Regions from separate parts of the Mus musculus genome. Here all the other regions are linked to region 1. The links are chromatin contacts, called in public ChIA-PET maps. All regions are on one chromosome and are shown on one strand. Each heading gives the region's core, a stretch centred on a gene start, on an enhancer-like site or on the middle of the called end of the contact. The rest is flanking DNA. Distances are from core to core; before and after follow the strand shown. Region 1 overlaps Gm36723 (a long non-coding RNA gene). Region 2 overlaps Kidins220 (kinase D-interacting substrate 220). Region 3 has its middle 230 kb from the start of Gm36886.

Region 1 (3,384 bases), core at 554-3,053:
GTGTGGGTCCCGTCAGGCTTGGAAACACTCACCTTTACCTTCCATGTTCATGGATGTAGTCACAGACTATGACTATGACTATGACTATGACTATGACTGACAGATTCAATGGTAACCTGTCTGCTACCTTGATCTCCAAGCTCCATCCAGTACTCATCAACCCCTCCTCCATAACTGACTCAAGATCCCTCTCCTATGGACTGGGAAGATGGCTCAGATGATGAAGTGCTTGCTACATAAACAGGCAGATCTGAGCCCACATGAGAAGGGTATTGTTGCAAGTAGATTGAAATCCCAGTGCCAGGGAAGACATGGGCAAAGCCCTGAGACTGAATGGCCAGTCAAATTGGCGTACTTACCAAGTTCAGGCCAATGTAGTGACAAATTTTGGAATTTTTGTGTCTTTAAAAAATTCATAAACTGGAGAGAGAACCTGTAGAGACCATATCTAGAGGTTAGGCACAGCCGCTGGTTGAGGTATCAGGCCACCCACTCATCTCAAAAAATTTTAACCCATAATTGCTCCTGTCTAAAATAAATACAGGGACAAAAAGTGGAGCAGAGATCGAAGGAAAGGCCACCCAGAGACTGCCCCACCTGGGGATCCATCCCATATGCAGCCACCAAACCCAGACACTATTGCTGATGCCAAGAAATACTTGCTGACAGGAGCCTGGTATTGTTGCCTCCTAAGAGGCTCTGCCAGAGCCTGACCAATACAGATGCAGATGCTTGCAGCCAACCATCAGACTTAGCAATGGGGACCCTGATGGAGGAGCTAGAGGAAGGATTGAAGGAGCTGAAGGGGTTTGCAACCCCATAGGAAGAACAACAATATCAACCAAGCAGACCCCACCCAGAGCTCCCAGGGACTAAATCACCAGCCAAAGAGTATACATGAAGGGGCCCATGGCTCCAGCTGCTTATGTAGGGGAGGATGGCTTTATCTGGCATCAATAGGAAGGGAGGAGCTTGGACCTGTGAAGGCTCAATGCCCAAGCATAGGGGAATGCTAGGGCAGTGAGGTAGGAGTGGGTGGGTTGGGTGGGTGGAAGAGCACCCTCATAGAAGTAGGGGGAGGGGACAAGGGATATGCAGAGGGGAAACCAGGAAGGGGGATAATATTTGAAATGCAAATAAATAAAATAACCAATAAAAACATAAACCCCCTTGACCCCCTACTTTTCCTCTCCTATCTAGTGTTAGGGGGTTGAAAGGGTGGGGAAAGGATGGAGAAGGATGGAAGGAAGAACCCACAAAGGAGCAAACACCAGCTACAGGCCAATGAGAAATTCTGTCTCAAAATATAAGATGGATAATGGCAGTAAGGAATGACACCTAGGCTTATCTTCTGTTCTCCACACACATTGTAGACACTTGAATGTGTGTGTGTGTGTGTGTGTGTGTGTGTATCCAATCACACACACAAAGATTCCTCCTCTTTCAGCTTGCACTACCTACCACTAGTCCAGAACACTTACCTAGTGGTCTACACCCATTGTCTGACTCTTGGTTAACATTCTTATGTTACTTTCTTTCTGCTGTGACCAAAAACCTGAAAATACAAAGGAAGAATGATATATGTTTGTTCATGGTATAAGACAAGAAGGACAGATCCTTTACTGCCATGGTGGGATAACGGCAGGGGAGGCCATAGGCTATGCTTCGAGAGTGTCAGGGTGCTGGTTCATATCTCAGTGAAGCAGGAAACAAATGGTGAGCAGGAAGCAGGGCAGAGATGTTAACCTCAGGGGCCACTTTTCCAAAATGTGCCACTAGCTGGGGACCAAGCACTTAAACACATCAACCTGTGGTGTCATTTTCATGTTCAAAACTCACTTCCTCTCTGCCACTGTGACACCCAGACCTGTGCTAGGTGGCTGATGACAGATAAAATGGTGTCAATACCAAAGCCATCCTGTTTTCTTAATGGCTTACTGGCACTTCTACAGAGGAGGTGCGGTGTGGCACATGGGTCTTCACACTCTACTCAGTTCCAGGAATCTTTCCCGAGCTAGCTTTGCCTTCTGTATTCTATGATGTTTTCTCTGCAGAAGATTACACTGACAGTAGTTTTGCTACAAACACCACATACATAGAACTTCAGCGTAAGGTACTTTGTTTCTCCTACAAAAGAGATGGCCAAATGCCCTCCTCCAGGCACATGTCCCCAGAGGGTCTCTCCTAGTTGCTGTCCTTCAAGACAGCCCCTGGGAAACACTGCCTGCAGTCAATGTCTTCATGGACAAGTGAATCAATCCATCATCTCCATAGAAGATCACGGGGAAGAGCTGATGAGGAAATACCAGAACACGAGTGGGTGACATGAGGGAGGACGGGCCTAGTGTTTGTGAAACTTCCCTGTTCTCTCTGACTTTGCTTGTGTCCAATCTTAGAGTCCAGTCTACTTCTCTTTGTGGTGGACCCTCCCAATCTTTCAAGTTAGTGATTCTGACAGAAGCCAGCCTGGACATGTGCTATTTAATATCCCAAAGTAACATGCTGCATGACTGACATGGCCAAAAAGCATGGAAGGGGCCACTCCTCTCATGGGGCAGGCACTGATGATTGGCCTTTCTCAGGAAAGCAAGCCATTCACTGAGGCTCTTCAGGCCTGGCCGCAGCTCCCTTTGGTGCTCGTCATAGTTAATATTGGTTGACAGATTAACAGAAGCTAGAACCATCTAGGAGACAAACCTCTGGAAACGTCTGTAAAAGAGTTTCTAATTTAATTGAAATGGGGTGAGCCACCCTAAAAGTGTCCAGCTATTCGCCAGGCTGATGTCTCTGACTTACCAGAAAGGAGAAAGCCACATTCATCTCAGTTTGCTTCCTAATGGCAGATCCAATGTGGCTGAATGCCTCTAGTTCCAACTGTAATGACTTTCCTGCCATGGCAGACTGTAAGTTAACACTGTGAAAAATAAAAATGAAAAACAAAAACCTTCATTTCTTATTTTTCAGTGTGTTGTCACAGTGCTGAAAAAAGGTAACTAACACTAAGTTGTCCTTCCCTAGTTTACATATCCTGAGTACCACTGGGATCTGCTACATCATAGCATAGAGTCCAAACAGAACTATGGCATCCAAATGATGTCACTGCTTGATTGACACAAATAGCAGGCTCCCTGTGCCAATGGTGGGAAGGAACACTTTAATCTGTTCAGCCTCAGATTTCCTTGTGGCTGAAGCTGTCACAAATGTAGAACACCCTAGATTTTTCTCAATCCTTAACAGAGAGAAAGAGAGAGAGAGAGAGAGAGAGAGAGAGAGAGAGAGAGAGAGAGAGAGAGAGAGAGAGAGAGAATGAATATGATCAGACTTCTCACCACTACTTGCTTATCTGTTCCAACTGCATAGTATACTTATGTTCTAGACAACTGT
Region 2 (3,384 bases), core at 493-2,992, 380 kb after region 1:
GGTCTCCCCTTCCAGAGAACAGACAGACAAAGACAGTATGTGTCAGAAGACAGCTGTTCTATGGAGTAGGAGGAAACATGGAAGGAGGCGGCAGAATCGTTTCGTTTGAGATGCAGGAAGGTCTCATGGAAAAGCTTATAGGTAGGGAAACACCTAAAGAATTGAGAAAACCCACTGCTCAGAATCATGACAGGCCATGTTAATGAAAACTGGTCAAGATACAAAGTTGAGCTCCAAGAACTGTAGTCACGGGCAGCCTAATATTAAAGAGCAAGAGGACACAATGTGTTAACTAGCAACAGTTAGGAGGGAAACCATTGCTACAGCTGCTTGTGGCATCCAGATAAGGATGGAGCCCTGGCCCTGCACGCTCCCTGTAGGAGCCATTGGGGAACCTCAAGTGCAGTCTCCTCGCTGAAGCCCTGAGAAGGGTCTTGGGAAATCTGGGAGGACTGGAGGAAGAACAGCATGGGAGAGGGCAGTGTGCTCTACCAAGGAGCTTTGCTGAGAACAGAAGCAGGGCCAAGGCAGGGGCAGAGCCAGGAGGGGCAGAGCCAGGAGAAGTTCCAGGGAAAGGGAGGTGCTTGAGTGGGAGGGGTGCTATCTTACTTCCTGTTAAATTTCTACCATGCCCAGACCAACTCTGGGCATAAGAAGGATGATAAGACATATTGTCAAGTGAGAATGTCGGTGTTAGCAATAATATCAGGAAACAGTTCCTCTGTCGAACCAGCATTGGAAGATTGAAGTCTCATTTAAAGAGATTTATAACTATAAAATGTTATCTTAGGTATGACCCCCACCTATAATACAGTTTACGTCAGGAGCCCTAAACTTAGTATAAAATGCAATTCCAATTGACAGAGTCAACACTAGGAAACACCAGAAGGTACCAAGCAATACCATGTAAGGAAAGACACACATTCTAGAAGTTAAAATGCAAGTGTGTCTATGACTGCTCTCATGCTAATTAGCCTTAACATACAGAAGAGCAGCGTCCACACAAAGAATTCAGTCATAGCAATAAGCTCCTTTTTGGGGAATGGGGCAGGCTTGGGAGGTTCGAGACAGGGTTTCTCTGTTTAGCTCTGGCTGACCTAGAGTTCACTCTGTAGACCAAGCTTGCCTTGAACCTGATCAAAGATATGCCTGTCTCTGCCTCCAGAGTGTTGAGATTAAAGATGTGGGCCACCACTGCCTAGCTAATAGTCTCCATTGTATTACAAATATTTTTATTCAAATTATCATAGAAAAACTGAAATAATATGGCAGTATATAAAAATCTGAATTTCAGCACAAATATTAATGTGCTCAGTTATATAAATTATATAAATTTAGCCTAAATATAAAGTAAAAGAACTTTAAAATGATGAACTTTTAAGATAAATTCCCAAGTGATATCAGATTGTCAAGTACTATTACAAAAAAGTTACTACTATCATCTACCACTACCAACACAGCTCACACTCAAAGTGCTCTGTTAACGTTAAAACTTATGGTGAGTCTGGGGGTGCAACTCAATAGCACAACATTCACAGAGCTTGCACAAGCCCTGAGTTCAATGCCTACTATCTCAAAACAATATAAACAAAATAAAACTTATTATCTGTCACAGAACTTGAAAAACAAAAGTCACCTGTCACCGAAACAATATTGAGTAACCGTCTCATGGTTTGTGGACTGATGTCACTGAACCAATCCTCAGTAACCAGCAGCTTTGTGAGATCAAAGGACATCTGCCTCGTGATGGTTCTCTGCATCTGCCTTCTGCGGTAAGTATCCTGAAACAACAGCACCAGTGAGAAACACCCATCCTTGAGAGTTAACATGCACGCTTATGGTAAGACCAACAAAACAGACTGCAGAGCCAACTCAGTGGGTAAGAAAAGCAGAATTCACAATATTAACCAAAGAGAAAGATTGCAGGCTAGTCAAGTACAGTCACTTCTGAGGCACTTTCCAGAGCAATGACTCAGTAGAGTTGGCAGGCAGGCATCCCATGTGTTAGAGAAAACGTAATGTCTCAGATAAGAAGTGCACAGAACTCTGTAAAGAAAATCACGGTCAAGCTCCATAAAGCCTCGTACTAGGAGCCATAAAACAATAAAGCAGGTAAGTTCCTTCATGGTTCTAGGGATTCAGCATCTCTATTTTTAGGGTGTTTTAAAGTGTAACACGATTTTATCCCAGGCACAGCCACTCTTAACTTCCCTGGCATTTCCTCAAAGAGTTGAAGGCACCCTGTAGAGTGGGCTGGAGTGGCTAAGGTATCCCACTCCTAAGAGAAGAACACTCCCCCGAGTCCTGACGCATGGGAAAGGTAGATGAAACCATAGGTCCCCAAGAACCTGGGCTGCCAAGAGAGAAATCCAACATGCAGCATCACACACCCCCCTGACCTTGGCGCTATCATTTGTCACTCATATTATCTCTGAATTCATATCCTGCAAAGCATGTGGGCACAAAGCCAAAGACACAAGGTTTAAAAAGTAATGCCCCCCCCCCAAAAAAAAAGCTGGGCGTGGTGGTGCACACCTTTAATCCCAGCACTCAGGAGGTGGATTTCTGAGTTTGAGGCCAGCCTGATCTACAAAGTGAGTTCCAGGACAGCCAGGGCTATACAGAGAAACCCTGTCCCGAAAAACCAAAACCAAAACCAAAACCAAAACAAAACCAAAGTAATGTCCAGATGGTAGCAAACAAGAAAACAGGCAATGCCAGTATGAGCCCACGTCAGCCATCCGTAAGTGACATTATCAGCAAAGCTCCCCTGCCTGTGGACACCTTCCCACTTTACAAGCCTAAATAAATACACCTGGTTTTGCTCTACAAATAAGATGGGTGGACAGAGAGACTGAAGCACTGAACCAGAAACCCAGGGAGACTGGGAAGGGCCCTGAATCACACCTGGGCGTGGAGACTACAATCCAGACCTTGTAAACATTGGGCAAAGAGAAAGAACCTAAAGAGATTAAAAAAAAAAAAAAAAAGTAGGGCCGGCACCTGCTCAGGAACGAACGTGAGGCCACGATCATTTGCTGGCTAGGAAATCTTACTACTTAGGTGCAGAGTCAGCAGTGATCTGGGAAGAGGCTGCGGGGTGGGGGCCTCCTCCCTGATGAAGGTCTTTACCCTCCAGGCAGCTCTGAGGCAGCTGACGCTGAAAGGGAGCTCCGCACCGACCTCAAGAGCTTAGCTTCGTGTTTGCCTTTACAGGAGAACACTAGGCGTTGATTACAGAGAACACTAGGCGTTTACAGAGTACACTAGGCGTTGTTTACAGAGAACACTAGGCATTGTTTACAGAAGAACACTAGGTGCCACAAACTTAATTTTATTTGAATGACTGCTAAAAAAATAAAAATCAGAGTCAGGATATAGCTA
Region 3 (3,384 bases), core at 608-3,107, 310 kb before region 1:
TTCACTAAATTATGACAAAATTTTCTTATCAAAAATTATTACAAATGAAAATGCCATTGTTTAACTGCTAAAACCAATTCTGTATGTGTATTTCTGCGTGAGAATGTGCAGTGGAGTACAGGAGCCCAGGAGCCCAGGAAAGGGTGACAGGTTATCTTGTAGGTGGGTGTAAGCTGCCTTGATATAGGTACTAAGAATCAAATAGCAGCCCCATGATTTTAAATTTTGAACAATAGCAAACTACAAAATAACACTTTCCCCATGACTTCAATCACATAAAAATCTTTTTTAGGTGAACCAAGAACAAGCTAAAATAGAAGGGAGGGGAATAGATAGATAGATAGATAGATAGATAGATAGATAGATAGATAGATAGATAGATAGAGAGACAGAGAGAGAGAGAGAGACAGAGAGAGACAGAGAGAGAGAGAGACAGAGAGAGAGAGAGAGAGCAAGCCTGTGTATGGTGAAACAAGAAAACATTTAACCCTTAAGAGCACTGTCTGACAACACCATCCCTTTTCAGTATATAAACAAGTCCATTCAGCATTCAGTTGTAGACAAAGTCATCAAATTTACTTGGAGCTGAGCAAGGGGTTTAAAAGGCTGAGAAACAAAGGGTGAAAAACATTGGAATCAGACATCAAGTTTCAGAATATAATACAGATGGCTTCATGGTTGAAGAACAGGAGTCTCTAGAAGTAACCAGAAGCCCACCTGGTGCCTTTTACAGGCATTGAGCCAGAATCATCCTACATGTTCATCAGAGCCACACAAAATTTAGTACGAAACAGAAAAAAAAAAAAAGCCCAATCATATGTTTCCATTGACTACTTAATATATCTATTGCTCAGCCGCTGCAAACTACATGGGGCTTTAAACATGCAGAGTGTAGAAATGACTTAAGAAGATGTGAAAGTATCTGAAGGTTTCTTGTGAGATCTGGATGAGGCTATTTGCATACGACAGCCAGAGCAAAACCACAGGAAGCTATCTCCACCTCGTTCACTCTTCCTTCCTTTTGCTCCAGCCCATCCATCCTTCTTCTCTCACCACCAGGGCCCCCTCCCAGTAAACTCCAAGCCACGTGACTGTTTTCAACATCTGCTTCCTTTCTTCTCTTTCATAGAAAGCACGCATGAATAATCAGACCGCTGCTGTTAATTGTAAAAATCATTAGTAAACTTCCAGGTGCTGTTTACTATATATGCATTGTAATTTTCTATCCTAAAACCAGCAACTCCCCCGCATCATTGTCTGCCCTGGGCGTGAGCACTCTGCAGCTTGGAGGCTGTCAAAGGCGGTTGCAGCCCCACTTGCAGGGACTGAAAGGGGTCGATCCACACCTGCAGTGTTTGAGGCAATAATTCCTAATATTAACCAGACCTCATGAGGAGCGGGCCCTTTTGCCAGCCTCCTCATGATCCGACACTTACAATCCACGTGAACTCTTTGAAATAAGCTAAGATTGGCCGGCCCCCTCCCTGAGTTCATTCTTCTCTCTCCCACCATGCCGCCCTATTGTCCAAGGGCTCTGGAATGAGACTCGCGGAAGATTAGAAAGGAAACCCAGACGGCATGCCAGTCTACTGCCTATGACAGAGGGGCCTGCGTCTTTTACACCACAGAGGCGGAGCAAGCCGGTGGACCCGAGAAAGCCACAAGGAAAGGAAAGGATGGTTTCTGGAGCTGCACCTGAGAAAGATCAGAGCTCAGAGGAAGTAACTCGCCCGAAGCCACACAAACACAGCCTAATGCTTTGGTTACACAAAACACACCGCAGCTTCCATCTGTTTCCTTGAAGGCACCTGTGGTTTTCCTTCCAGCATTTCAAGAGACAAGGAAACAAAGCTTGCATTTACATTTCCCAGGTACAACCAGGCACCCCGCGCACCTGCTGCTCCCTGTGGGCTTCCACACAGTCCTAGTTAGCTTCAACTGTCAAACTGACACAGCCTGGAGTCATCTGAAAGGAGAGCAGAACCAGGCTGACCAGCGGTTGTATCTGTTGGGCATTGCCTTTAGTGTTAAATGGTGGAGGAGGGCCCAGCATACTGTGGGGGACAGCTGGTCCTGAACTATACAAGAAAGCTAAGTATGGCTGGGCGGTGGTGGGGCACGCCTTTAATCCCAGCACTTGGGAGGCAGAGGCAGGTGGATTTCTGAGTTCGAGGCCAGCCTGGTCTACAGAGTGAGTTCAGCCAAAGTACACAGAGAAACCCTGTCTCAAAAAAAAAAAAAAAAGAAAAGAAAAGAAAAGAAAAGAAAAGAAAAGAAAAGAAAAGAAAAGAAAAGAAAAGAAGAAAGAAAGAAAGAAAGAAAGAAAGAAAGAAAGAAAGAAAGAAAGAAAGAGCGATCCAGCAAGCCACAGCCCTCCATAGCTTCTGCTTCAAGTTTCTGAATGAGCCCTTACCATGACTTCCTTCAGTGGGACTGTGATATTGAAATGTACACAAAATGAACAATTGCTTCTCTAAACCACTTTTGGTTATGGTGTTGCAACAACACAATAGAAATCAAGCAGGTGCTTACTCCGTTCCTGTAGGAGAAGCACTGACAACTTTCTGGGTCCTGTGAAGGAATGCACCTGGGTCCCCAAAGGCTACTCTTTGACCTAGAATGTGCTGCATTTTGTGAGTTTACACCATGGTCAGTTCCTACTGCTAGCTTGTCACTCGCTCATACACCTATGTCAAGGCTTCTTGACATGCCTTGAGAAAGACAGCTTTGAATACATGAGTGAATGAATTAAAACCTACCAAAATGATTTCTATTACCTATACCTCTCATAAATGTTAGCCCTAAGAAGTTCAACACCAAAGTTCAATGGCAACAGTGTGTTAGTCACTTTTCTGCTGCTGTGGTGAAACACTGTGATCAAGGCAACTTATAGAAGAAAGAGTTTATTTAGGCTCATGGTTCCAGGGGGTTTGAGTTCATAATGTTGGGGACAGAATGAAGGAGGTGGAAGGCACGGTGGCTTGAGTGACAAGCTGAGGGCACATGTCTTGTAACATAAGCAGTAAGCATAGATAATGACTGGAAATGACATGAGGCTTTAATCTCAAAGCCCACCTCCTGTGACATACTCCCTCTATTAAAGCACATGTCCTAAACCTTCCCAGACAGCTGCACCTTCTGGGAACCAAATGTTCAAACGAACAAGATGATGGGGGACATTCCTCACTGGAACACACATGGTAGGTGCAGGTGGATCTCGGGGTGGGTAGGGTGGGGGCGGAGAATGGGAGCAGCGTAAGGAGGTGGTGATCTTTCAGCAATTTCCATAAAGCTCGCACCTACCGCCCACTTCAGTGCACCATAGTGACAAAGTGACAGTGGCCTCTGCTGTAGTCTGAATGAGACACAGCCTCACAGGTCTCA

Evidence for each region. ChIA-PET counts read pairs in DNA pulled down with a chosen protein or histone mark.
Region 2: a contact with region 1 is called in an RNA polymerase II ChIA-PET map of memory CD8 T cells, with 17 read pairs. The contact joins two enhancer-like sites. A contact is called at or near these places in 1 of 115 datasets of contacts at active chromatin or transcription factors (memory CD8 T cells) and 2 of 9 other capture datasets (liver and pancreatic islet).
Region 3: an RNA polymerase II ChIA-PET map of memory CD8 T cells shows a contact between it and region 1, with 6 read pairs. The contact joins two enhancer-like sites. A contact is called at or near these places in 2 of 115 datasets of contacts at active chromatin or transcription factors (CD8 T cells and memory CD8 T cells).

Annotation. Positions count from the first base shown.
Region 1 is chr12:25,392,925-25,396,308 of GRCm38.p6, reverse strand. Gm36723 (a long non-coding RNA gene) reads right to left here. Exons shown (of 12, transcript XR_001780577.2): 5 at 2,797-2,914; 6 at 1,482-1,555; 7 at 360-433. Among named protein-coding and RNA genes, the nearest start is that of Gm36723, 39 kb to the right of the region's middle. Within about 2 kb of position 1,803, at least 28 of the 459 cell types and tissues checked have an H3K27ac peak or open chromatin away from gene starts, as enhancers often do. A contact at or near this core is called in CD8 T cells and memory CD8 T cells, where this site is marked.
Region 2 is chr12:25,011,694-25,015,077 of GRCm38.p6, reverse strand. Kidins220 (kinase D-interacting substrate 220) reads right to left here. Exons shown (of 32, transcript NM_001081378.1): 21 at 1,637-1,781. Among named protein-coding and RNA genes, the nearest start is that of Gm36236, 38 kb to the right of the region's middle. Within about 2 kb of position 1,742, at least 89 of the 459 cell types and tissues checked have an H3K27ac peak or open chromatin away from gene starts, as enhancers often do. A contact at or near this core is called in memory CD8 T cells, where this site is marked.
Region 3 is chr12:25,700,889-25,704,272 of GRCm38.p6, reverse strand. No RefSeq gene overlaps it. Among named protein-coding and RNA genes, the nearest start is that of Gm36886, 230 kb to the right of the region's middle. Within about 2 kb of position 1,857, at least 32 of the 459 cell types and tissues checked have an H3K27ac peak or open chromatin away from gene starts, as enhancers often do. A contact at or near this core is called in CD8 T cells and memory CD8 T cells, where this site is marked.